3 separate regions of the Mus musculus genome follow, and all the other regions are linked to region 2. Evidence: chromatin contacts called from public HiChIP or PLAC-seq data. All regions are on one chromosome and are shown on one strand. Each heading gives the region's core, a stretch centred on a gene start, on an enhancer-like site or on the middle of the called end of the contact. The rest is flanking DNA. Distances are from core to core; before and after follow the strand shown. Region 1 overlaps Macroh2a2 (macroH2A.2 histone). Region 2 holds the start of Neurog3 (neurogenin 3). Region 3 holds the start of Tysnd1 (trypsin domain containing 1).

Region 1 (4,011 bases), core at 854-3,353, 370 kb after region 2:
AAAGGCTTGGCTCCCTCCCCACTCCCAACCTGGTGCCATATAGGGGCTCCCCTACCATCAGCCCCAGTAAGAATCTATTGCCCTGACAGTTACCAGGCTTCGGTCCTTGTTTGACCTTATAAGGTTCCCCCACCCCCACGGTCCCTTTCCCATCCCCTCCTCAGACCCTACATTCCCTGGATATGCACACAAAGCATCTTCCATCACTCCTGCCCTGACCAGTGGTGCACAGCCACACAAACCTGGCCCCAGAGACCCTGGCCACCTCCCCAGGGGCATAAATACCCCTTTCTCCTCCCAATAAATGAACCAGTTCTTATTTACACTTGTAATCCTATCATTTGAAAAGCTGAGCCTCAAGTTCAAGGCCACTCTGAGCTACACAGTGAGTCCTAGGCTAGCCTAGACTTCACAGTAAGATCTGTTTTACAAAACAAAACAAAGGCCTCATTCTATAGACTTTTTCTTTTTTTTTTTTTTGACAATTTCATACTTGTATAGAATTGACTGCAGTCACATTCACCCCAATAGCCTCTCTCACCTTCCCCCATTTCTGCCAACTCCTTCTGATCCCCTGCCAGTGCCCTCCTTCTCACATCTCTGGCGCCACGTGCAGACTTGTTCAGGTAGTGGCAACTACTGTGTGTCCATGATGGCTGTGGTCACCTTTTATGCGCAGGACCAAATTCTGTAGTGTTCTTTCCATCCTCCTACGTGGTGTTCCCTAGGCCCTGCAGCGGGTGCCAGAGGGGCAATAGGGATGTCCTGCTTCAGAATTATGGGAAGGTCCTAGAGAGATGGCTCAGTGGTGAAGAACACTGGCTGCTCCTCCAGAGGACCCAGGATTGTTCAACAGCATCCGTGTGACAGCTCACGGCTGTCTGTAACTGCAGTCACGGGATCCGGCACTCTCGTCTGGTCCCTACCTGCAGCAGGCATGCTTGTGTGTAAGGCTGAACACCCTTACACATAAAATAAATAGCCAAGCAAACAAATCAATAAATTAAGATTCATACACATAAAATAAGAATAAAAAGAAAACAATGGAGAGAGAGAGAGAGAAGGAAGGAAGAAAGGAAAGAAGGAAGGAAGGAAGGAAAGAAGGAAGGAAGGAAGGAAGGAAGGAAGGAAGGAAGGAAGGAAGGAAGGAAGGAAGGAAATGTCTCAGGACTGATTACTCTTAATTCCATAGTTGATGTGTAAAATATCTCAACCCTAACAGACTTTGGGATGCAACAGGAAATTAAACCTACAAGATGGCACAGTGTATAAAGGAAAGTGCTACTAAGCCCGATGACCTGAGTTTAGTTGCACTCTGTGGAGTGCCATTCATGCAAGTTCCCCATCCCCTACACACACACACACACACACACACACACACACACACACATGCATACATACACACGTACATGCATACATACATACACACTCATGAATAGATACACACATGCATACATACACACACATATATGCATATATATATATATACATATATATGTATATATGTATATGTGAGAGAGACATATTGTCTTAGGGCTTCTATTGCTGTGATGAAACATCATGACCAAAAGCAAGTTGGGGAGGAAAGGGTTTATTCATCTTGCACTTCCACATTGTAGTCCATCATTGAAGGAAGCCAGGATTGGCACTCAGGGCAGGATCCTGGAGGCAGGAGCTGATGCAGAGGCCATGGAGAGGCTCCGCCTGTTTTTTAATAGAGCCCAGGACCACCAGCCCAGGGGTGGCCTTACTCATAAGGGATTGGGCCCTCTCCCATCAATCCTGAATTAAGAAAATGCTCTACAGCCTGACCTCACGGAAGTGTTTTCTCAACTGGGGTTCTCAGATGATTCTAGCCCATGACAAGTTGACATAAAACTATCCAGTACATGTACATATACACAGAAACACACATATGTACATATGCACATGCAAAAATAAATAAGAAAATGTCCTGTGCGAGGTTCAGTAACCCTAGCTGTGTATCTCCCAGCAGCTGGGCATCCATTTAGTACTATCTCCCATCATCCTTTGAGCCTTTGGCTTTCTCGTTGTCACGTGGGCTGCGGCTAAGCCGGCCTTGTGGAAATGTGAGCTGCTGCCTCTGTGGGCAGAAGGAATGTCAGTTTATTTTTACTTTCTCCTTTGTATCAACAAGGGAATGCCATCACCCTGGAGCAGAGAGCTTTGACTCATTTCCTAGAAATGCCTCTGGCTTTACTCTGCTCTTGTTTTGTCCTATGTAATTTACTTACTCTGAATTATACCGCTCCATAATTATATATTGTTATACTTTGTTATATATTGTGATCTTTACTATATAAGTTATAAATAGTATATGATATTTTTTTGGTCACAATATTCACTTACCTGACAGCTTGAGACCAACCCAGCCCTTTAACAATTATTTTTAGCCTTAGAAAGACTGTGTCTGAGCAAACCTGACACAGGCTGCCCATGGCTACATAGAAAGATCCTGTTTCAAAATAACAAGAGCAAAAGTGTGTCCAGGATGCCACAGCTGTCTTCACTTAGAAGATGGCTTCATAAGGGACAGTAAGCTAGAGCCTTGTCCCTTGGTGCGTCACACGGAATCCACCTCTCTGTGTGGCTTCAAAAGTATCCCCCAAATCATCCTGGACTCCCCATCCCAAGGAACAAAACTCTGGGTTCTGTTTGCTGTCTAGTTGCTAGGCAACAACATAATTCATCAATACTGCCCTTTGGGGAAGGCTTCTGTTTTAAAGAATGGTATTCTGGGGTTGGAAGTGTAGCCCTGTAGACGGGGTGCTTGCCTAGTGTGCAGGAAGGTCAGTCTGGGTTTGATCCCCAACACCATGTAAACTTGTTATGGTTGTACATGACTTCAATCCCAGTACTCAGGAGATGGAGGCAGGAGAATCACATGTTCAATCAAGGTCATCCTCAACTGCATATTAACTTCCAATACAGTGACAATTTTGGAGTTTTGGGTTCTTTAAAAAAAAACACAGAAATATTTTTAAAATATGTTCTTGTTATAATCCCAGATGTGGGATATGTGGCTACTTTGGACTGACCGCAGCAGCTGACTGTGATTTGTCTTGTGCTCTAGCAGGGGCGTGACTTTGCCAGCTGCAGATAGGTTCTATGAGTGTGTGACATATTAAATTCTGGAACATCTTCAGAGACTATATAAGAGCTAGGGCCCTGAGAAGCAGTGTGGGGAGTGGGGGTCAGGGGGTATTGTTTGGTTGTTGGTTGCTTGCTGTAGGTCACTGTTGATCATGGTTTGTTAAGTGCAGAGAAGAAATTAGGTAGCCTGTCTTTCCCCAAGGAACTTGACACTCAACAGGAAGTAGTCTAACAACAAAAATGTTGCCCCATTTCCCACCCCTAACTTTATGCAGGTATCTCTTTCCCTTTAACCTTTAATCTCTCTTATTTAGTGTTGGGTTGAAAGGGTGATTGAGAAGGGGTGAAGAAGGGTAGAAGAAAAAAACCCACCAAGTAACAAAAGGTGGGTATATTGCAGGCTAGCCTGGGCTACCTGAGACCCTGGCTAAAAGAAAAAAAGACTTCATTACTAGAGACACTGGAACGTGCTTCCTTTTGAGAAACACCACGTAAAACTATGGCCTGTGGTGGTGCATGTCTTTAGTCCCAGCACTGAGGATGCGGGGACAGGTGGGTATCTCTGAGTTCAAGGCCAGCCTGATCTACATAGTGAATGTGAGACCACCCAAGACCACATAATTAGACTCTTTAAAACGAAACATGGAGCCAGGTGTGGCAGCTCTCACCTGTAATCTCAGCTACTTAGGAGTAGAGGCAATAGAATGAAGAATTCCCAGCCAATCCCAAGTATGAGGATCTGTACTTTAAAGTTAATCACATCTGCAAAATCATTTCATACAGAGTAATATTCACAAGGTCTGGGGACAAGGAGATGACCTCTTGGCCATCACTGCACAGCTGGGTACAGGAGTGTAACTTCCCCCGCTTCCTTTGGCCTCTGCTGCTCGGGGCTGC
Region 2 (3,866 bases), core at 548-3,047:
GCATCAATAAATACAAATGTGTAAAAATGGGGCAGGAGGCATATAATTTACCATAACAAAATTCATTTCAAAAGGCATTATATCATTTACAAACTGATTTCTTTTTCTTTTTTTTTCCTTTTTAGGGAGACAAACAGTGCTTCAGGAACCGTCCCTGCAACTCACACTTTAGACACGGGAGACAAGTTGGAGAGATGCTCTAGCCATAGGCTAGGGCTTTCCGGTTCACAGCCTGGTCTCCCTTGGGGGAAGGGTAACGACTTGAAAAGTGCAGAAGAAGGCAGATCACCTTCGTGGACTAAGGCAGAATGGAGAAGCTCAGAAACCCTGCATGTAGCGGGCAGTAAAGACGACGAACATCATCTATGGGCCAAGAGCTGGATGGAGGAGCCAGTGAGGTAAGACGCAACACTGGATTAGGTCACCCTGGAAAAAGTGATGGATGGTCGGAGGCCGGCAGATTTGAATGAGGGCAGACTCACCAGGAAGTATGGGAGTCTCCAACTAGGTAGTGCTACCATTCTCAAATGCTTGGAGCGAGAGTTTGATGTGGCTGCACCGAGGAGAGTTAAGAGAAGAGCAGCCCCCAATGTCTGCTGTGCGCAGCAGCAAGGGTACCGATGAGAAGCCTAGTTAAGCCCTGTGAGAGGGCTAGGGATCCAAGTAGTGAAAGCCAGAAGAGGCGAGATGCTTGAGAGCCTCCACTACCTCCCACTCCAGACGGCTCTGGTCCCCTCCCTTTCCACTAGCACCCACCACCCAGAGCCAGACAGGTCTCTTCACAAGAAGTCTGAGAACACCAGTGCTCCCGGGAGCAGATAGGATGGGGAGCTGGGCACCTGCAGGCCAGGGAATTCCTCCAATGAGGCCGTGGGGCTCAGGTTACCCGCTTGGGAGACTGGGGAGTAGATAGAGCCCCAGTCCCCGTTGGAGCCACCTCCGGGGCTCCCCAGCTCTCCACAGGGCACAGGGGGCTCCGGGCCATAGAAGCTGTGGTCCGCTATGCGCAGCGTCTGAGTCAGTGCCCAGATGTAGTTGTGGGCGAAGCGCAGGGTCTCGATCTTTGTAAGTTTGGCGTCATCCGGGAAGGTGGGCAGGACACCGCGCAGCGCATCCAGCGCCGAGTTGAGGTTGTGCATGCGATTGCGCTCCCGATCATTGGCCTTCTTGCGCCGGCTTCTTCGCTGTTTGCTGAGTGCCAACTCGCTCTTGGGCCTGTTGCGCCCTCCGCGTCGGGCGCGGAGCTTCCTCGAGGTCCCTCGGCAGTCACCCACTTCTGCTTCGGAGCAGTCCCTAGGTATGAGAGTGGGGCTAGGTGGGGTGGAATTGGAACTGAGCACTTCGTGGTCCGAGGCTCCGGGAAAAGGTTGTTGTGTCTCTGGGGACACTTGGATGGTGAGCGCATCCAAGGGATGAGGCGCCATCCTGCGGTTGGGAAAAAATGGAAGGTGTGTGTGTGCCAGCCTCTGACTTAGAGGTCACTGCACGGGGGACCAGAGTATCCCCCACACACACCCCGCGCGCCCCTCATCCACCCTTTGGAGTTTCCGAATTGTTACCTAGTTCTCCCGACTCAAAAGAATAGAGAGCAGCAGGTCAGTCAGTGACAAGCAGCAGTGGATAGGGTCAGTGTCAAGCAGCAGTGGATAGCTGAGCCTCTCTGCTCCCTCTGAAGTTCTGCTAAACTGCAGGCGCCCTCGCCTGGAGTAAATTGCGTCTGGAAGTCGTAGAAAAGCTCCGAGGAGGTACTCGACCACTGCTGCAGTGATGAGACCCAGAGGGATTTCTGAGCTGCATGCAAGTCGTGTGTCCCCTGGCACGCTTTATCTGCTCTGCCCCCGGCCAGGAGCGTGCCTGCCGGGCTGCTGCCTGCACCACGGGCCAATCAGCGGAGGGGGCCCAGGGGCTGCGCCACGCGAGCCCGCTCCTCCCCCCACAACCCCCACCCGCAGAGCACAGCTGGATTCCGGACAAAGGGCAGGGGTCGGGGGAGGGGAGCAGCACTCTGTTTGTTCCCCCACTCCACGCCTCCCCCGTCGCGGGCTCAGTCCCAGCAACTCTCGGTTCCTCAAAGAGCCTCGCCCAGCCAGAAGAGTCCCGTCCGGCCGCTGGGGAGAGCTTTGCCTTTTCCTCTTTCTTTTTGGCATGTGTCCAGACCCTTTCTTGGTAGCATGAAGGAGGTTTGGGGGTGCCTATATATATATAAGGAAGGCCTCTTCTTTGAGTATTACACATGGGGTCTTTTGGCTCAGAGAGGGAAACGGCTTGTCTAAATGAACCAGCGATCAAGGAGTCAAGTGTCTTCTTGGCTGGCAGCTGGGAGGAGCGCCCATTAGTTCAAAGTGCTATCCAGCTCTCCGCCACTATGGGTTGGGTCAGGAAATGTGTGTGCAACCATGTTTCACAGACTGACTCCATCCTGGGAAAGAGGACAGAGTGACCAGAGACGGTCCCTGCTCAAGTCCTTTCTACTCAGAAACTATTGCTTGGCCAGGTTCAATATCACCTTGGGATCCAACCCTCCAGCCCCCAGACCAGACCTTGAAAACCCCCACCATAGTCCTCATCCGAGACATTGGGTTCTATTCCGGAGGCGAGGGTGGTTGTAGAGAGAGTGCAGAGGGGGCATCTCATCACGCCCCGCCCCACTATGGATGCTATCGGGAAGGCCTGACCCGAGAGGCAGGTGATAGGGAAAGGTCAAGGAGGGACTTGTTCTCTGCTAGCCTTTTTTGTCTTTTCAATGCCTCCGTGTGCAGGCCCTGGGAGAAAAGCAGATCTACTTTCTGCCCCCTTTAGTGCCCCTGTCCAATCACAGACCAGAGAGGACTAGCAGCTTCACCTAGTCCTACTCCTTCCCGCCCCCTCCCTCCCCATCACTCCTGAACTGTGGGTGAGCCCAGGGCAGGGAGACTTCTAGTTTGTCCCTCTTAAGAGGTTATCTTAAGCTATCTGGAAATCTTTCCTGTGAGCCTTAAGACATTGTCCTTTCTTCCCTGCAGACCCGCCCTTCTTGTCCCTGACACCCCGTGGTCTTCTGTTTCCGGTCACTCAGGGTGAGGGGTTGTGGCTTCCGCTGATCTCTCTCTCTCTCTCTCTCTCTCTCTCTCTCTCTCTCTCCTGCCCTCCCTCCCTCCCTCCCCCCCCCCCCAGCTTTCTAGTCAGGATGTGCATGGGAGGAAGCTATGGCTGGGAGTTAAAGATTCTTGGCAGTAACTCTAAGCTTTCTAGTACGTTCTCTAACTCCGAAGCTCCTGGATATTGTAGAAGGGACCATACCCTGGCTGGGAGGCTGAAGGCGTAGAGTCAGGGTCGGGGTAGGTGTGTGACTTGACTCTATGATGACCACTGGCCGCCTGGGCTGCAAGGAAGAGGAGGGAGCACTACAAAATCCCCTGGGCAGAGGATGGCTTGCTTGGCACTCAGCAGGAGGGGAGGTGGTAGGATTGGGTGGGGGCATAACACTATCCCTAAAATGATCGAGAGTGAGGAGGGAATTCCTTCCCTACTGCAGAGAAATTGAATCTGCAGGCAAGGGTAGACCTTCCTGTGAACTGGGTCCTCAGGTTCTATCTCCTGCTAGTAGGCCTTCCTTTAGGTTGTGCCTTGCTTCAAGCAAGTGTCTTCTGGTCCCAGGAATGGAGGCGTAAGGCCCTTTTTACAGATGGAAAAGCCAAGTCCCCAGAAGGAAGTGATTTGCCCAAGGTCGCAGGGCAAATCCTATCAGAACTATGAAGAATCCAAAGCCTAAGACTCTGAGACCTAGATCACCCCCCGCCCCCTTGGATGGCATGATTTGCTTTGGGAAGAATGAGAGACACCCCCAAAATGCAGAGAATAGAGGCTGTTCCGAGTCTTTGAAAACT
Region 3 (3,790 bases), core at 906-3,405, 440 kb after region 2:
CACTATGTGGACCAGACACGGGGGCACCCGACTACCTACTCTGCAGGGGAGCTGCCTCCAGAAAAACCTAGTGATGTCCTTAAGATCAGCCATCGAAGGGAGAGGGAGAAGTTGGGGGCACACCATAGGCAATCCTCCTTGTCTCTAGGAAACTATAGATGTTCAGTTGCCTGCCCATGGGGGCCCTGGCAGAGCTGAGCTTCACTGGCATACAGGGCTAACCTCAGAAGTTCAGAAAGGCCTGGGCTGACAGGCAAGGGACAAGCTTAAATAAAGCCAAGGTCCTAAGTTAAGTATCTGGGGCTACAGAGGACACAGAACCATAGACAACCATGCCAGAAAGCCAGGGCCACTGGCCTACTGCCAGGGCAAAAAAAGGAGAGCAAAGGTGTCTCTCCACAGAGGAAGTAAGTTGACTGTCTAAAGTTCCTTTCCTACCTACACTCTGGGGTCACTCACATCCATCCGCATGGGTCCAAGCCCTATGCTCTCATTAGGACAACCTTGCTTCATCTTCAGGTGGCAAGGCAGTCCTGGTGAGGCTCTAAGGGAGCCCTCACTAGGTATGCCACATCAATCATTACCTCAGGGCTTTCGTTTATCACTTACAGGGTTGAAGTTCTTAGGGTCAGCCTTCTATGGTCAAAGGGCTTTCACAGGGCCTAAACTGCAAAGCCAAGAGACAGAAAAGCTGCCCAAAGAGTTTCATGCTAGCTAAAGGGCTCAAAGTCACCCAGTCCTACCTGCTGCTGCCCATAGTCCCACGGGTCCCCGCGCTAAGAGTCGCTTGTGCCTGGCAGTTTGCTCAAGCTTCGCTGGGCCCTATCAAGAGGCCCAGATCCCCTCACTGGAGTCCTGGTTGTCAAATATGAACTGAGGTCTCTAACACTGGGGGCCTGGTGAGGGCGGGCAGTCCTGAGTCTTACTTGGGTGTAGCGGAGTGTACCAACACCCTGGCTGCTTCCCGGGGTGCCACATGGCGACAGGTGACCACCAGGCGAGGCGCCACGACCACTCCGGAGCCCCACACGGTACCACACTCCACCAGCACCGCCGCGGCCGCCCACGGGGGTCCGAGATCGCGCAGAGGCAGGCCCCGTGGCGTGCTCACATCGGGTGGCGGCAGCAGCACAGACAGGGAAGCGGAGCCGGGGTGCAGACGGGCGAGCGCCCAGCGGGCAACCTGAAGCAGCGGGGCGGCGGCGCACAGCAGCGTGAGGCCCACCCACTCGCGGGCCTTCCAGCAGAGCGGCGCGGCCACCAGAGCCACCAGCGCACCCGCAGGTCGAGCGGCGAACACTCCGCCGCCTTCCGTGCCCGGCAGGCAGCGCGCGTCGGTGAGCAGCAGCGGCCCGGCCGCGTTGCTGAGCACGCCGCGGCTCAGCGTGTTGAGGAAGATGTCCGGGCAGAAGGCACCGAACGGAGAGCCACAAGCCAACAGCGGTGCGCCCTTGACCACGGCCCCGAGCGGTGCCACGGTCACCACCGGTCCGCGCCTCTCCTCCGCCGCCGCGCCCCGCTGCACCCGCAGCAGGGCGAACCAGCCGAGCGCGCGCAGCTGGTCCTCCTCTTCCTCCTCCGAAACCGCATCGTCGGGCGCCGAGCTTACGAAGTGCCATTGATCGACCGCATCGGCCCCGAAGAGCCGAGCGAAATGCGAGCGGAAGGCCGGGCAGCTGAGCAGCAACAGCAGCTGCGCTGGTCGCGGGGGCTGCAGAGGCCGCGCGCGGGCCCGGCTCGGGGCGCCGGGTTCGAGGCCCAGGCTTGCGCACTGAGGCGTGCACAGCCCCGGGAGTTCCTGATCCGCGCGACCGGCAGGGCTGGCAGCCGTGGGTCCCCACTGCACGTGGAGACGTAGGTCATCGCTGCAACTGTCGCCCGGCAGGAAGGCGGTGCCCGTCTGGGTCAGCGCCGCGCTGCCCGTCCGCAGGAAGGGGGTAAAGATGCCTCCGTGGCACAGCACTAGGCCTGGGTTACGGCTCAGAATCACCCCGCTGCAGCTCCACGAGCCCGCGTCAGGCTGTCCGGCCCGCGAGGCGCTCACCACGCAGCCCGCCTGCTCCGCCACTCTCATAGAGGGTCCCCATTGCCGCCCCATGGCTTCCCCAAGACGTCGCACAACGGCTGTCACCACAGGGCGACTGGCGCAAACTCTGACTCAGGCCTCCTTGCCGAGCCCGATTGGCTAAACCTCAAGCGACCGCTCTTATTGGTTGGGCACAGCGCCGAGTCCTGATTGGCTATTGATGCTACTCCTCGTTTGCTAATCCTCCTTTCCCCGCCCTCTTAATTTAGCCAGCCTAGGAATCCTTGGGTTTGGGGTGGCGGGGTGGAGGGGCGGGGGAAGAGGTGAAAAGAAACCTCCTGAGACACAGACGTGAAGCGTCACAGGGAAACCGACAAGGGCGACACTCCCCAGTCGAATCTCGTACTTGACCGGCATCTAACTGTACCCTACAGCCACTGCACGGATGTAAGCAACCTCCGTCTCTTGACAGTGGAACAATATGGGCCAAGGGAACCCTTGGTTGATTCAGTACGTACATTCATACATACATGTGTTTATTCTGGATTTTCGAGATAGGGTTTCTCTGCTTGGTGCAGGAACTCGAGCTGCAGACTAGGATGGCCTCGAACTCGGGATCTACCAGTTTCTACCTCCCAAGCCACCAAACCCCGATCTACTTAAAAAATTTTGTAAATCCTACAACAATCCACTAGGGGGCATGCGACTCACAAAATTGCTCCTAGGACAGTTACTAAAATTCCTAAATACATAAATTGTTTTGAAAGTGGCACAGGGTGCCACTTTTTGGCCCACACTGGCATCGAACTTCGGCAGTTCTTCTGCCTACATCCTCCCTAGAGTCCAGGGATTACAGTTTTACTTTACCCATGGGTTATTTAACCATGTATTATACAACCTTTCACACGACATGTCTAACCACCACTCCGGATTTATGTTAGGTCAGGGCAAATACTTTGAAAGTACAGACTGAACTAGTTCAGGTTTTGTGGGCTATAAAATCATCACTTCCAAATATTCAGCATATAACCCAGTCTCGTAATTCGAATTTCATAACAGCTCATCTCCTCCACCATTTACAAGTGTAAAAATCAAGACTGGAGAGGAGGGCTCAGCACTTAAGAGCTCTAAGCACTTACAGCTCTAAGCATGGACCTTAGTTTGGTTCCCAGCACCCACATGGTACCTTACAGTTGCTTGTAATTATAATTCCAGGATATTCAATACTCTCGTCTGGCATCTGCTGTCCCCTGAACTCATGACTCAGGCAGGCAAACACGTACACATAAAATATAGTATTAAAAAGTTCCTCACTTTCCAAGGACAGGTGGGCATGAACAGGTATGTTTGGAGAGACTTCATGAATCTCTCTAAAGTATATTAATGGTTTTTGGTTTGGTTTGGCTTGGTTTTTCGAGACAGGGTTTCTCTGTGTAGCCCTGGCAGTCCTGGAAATCACTCTAGACCAGGCTGGCTCAGAAATCGGCCTGCCTCTGCCTCTAGAGTGCTGGGATTAGAGGATGTATTAATGTTCAGTGAGACTTCTGGGAATGGAGTTAACACTGCTGCTGCTTTCCCAGCCTCACACCTAATGCTTCCAGTGCTCCTGTGTCACAAACCTACCTAATAAGGGCAAACAGCGGTTGAGGCAGACAGAACTGGAATGAAGCGCATTCTCAGAGCAGGCAGTCCTGGGTTTGCAGACACAGATGACAAGATCTACTTTCCCCAACTTCCTAGCAATTAAGACTCTCTAGAATCCAT

What was found. HiChIP or PLAC-seq counts read pairs in DNA pulled down with a chosen protein or histone mark.
Region 1: a contact with region 2 is called in an H3K4me3 HiChIP or PLAC-seq map of stem cell-derived neural progenitor cells, with 4 times the contacts expected there. The contact joins the enhancer-like site here to the promoter of Neurog3 in region 2. A contact is called at or near these places in 5 of 115 datasets of contacts at active chromatin or transcription factors (embryonic stem cells and stem cell-derived neural progenitor cells) and 4 of 9 other capture datasets (adipose tissue, embryonic stem cells, embryonic tail and 1 more).
Region 3: a contact with region 2 is called in an H3K4me3 HiChIP or PLAC-seq map of embryonic stem cells, with 6 times the contacts expected there. The contact joins the promoter of Tysnd1 here to the promoter of Neurog3 in region 2. A contact is called at or near these places in 3 of 39 promoter capture datasets (embryonic stem cells, hippocampal neurons and stem cell-derived epiblast-like cells) and 1 of 115 datasets of contacts at active chromatin or transcription factors (embryonic stem cells).

What each region holds. Positions count from the first base shown.
Region 1 is chr10:61,758,158-61,762,168 of GRCm38.p6, reverse strand. The region is part of intron 1 of Macroh2a2 (macroH2A.2 histone); the gene reads left to right. Among named protein-coding and RNA genes, the nearest start is that of Mir5108, 15 kb to the left of the region's middle. Within about 2 kb of position 2,103, at least 105 of the 459 cell types and tissues checked have an H3K27ac peak or open chromatin away from gene starts, as enhancers often do. A contact at or near this core is called in stem cell-derived neural progenitor cells, where this site is marked.
Region 2 is chr10:62,131,021-62,134,886 of GRCm38.p6, reverse strand. Neurog3 (neurogenin 3) reads right to left here and starts at 1,797. Exons shown (of 2, transcript NM_009719.6): 1 at 1,560-1,797; 2 at 124-1,425. The coding sequence starts at 1,424. The coding sequence ends at 780.
Region 3 is chr10:61,693,879-61,697,668 of GRCm38.p6, reverse strand. It overlaps Tysnd1 (trypsin domain containing 1), which reads right to left and starts at 2,155. Exons shown (of 4, transcript NM_027912.1): 1 at 927-2,155. The coding sequence starts at 2,098.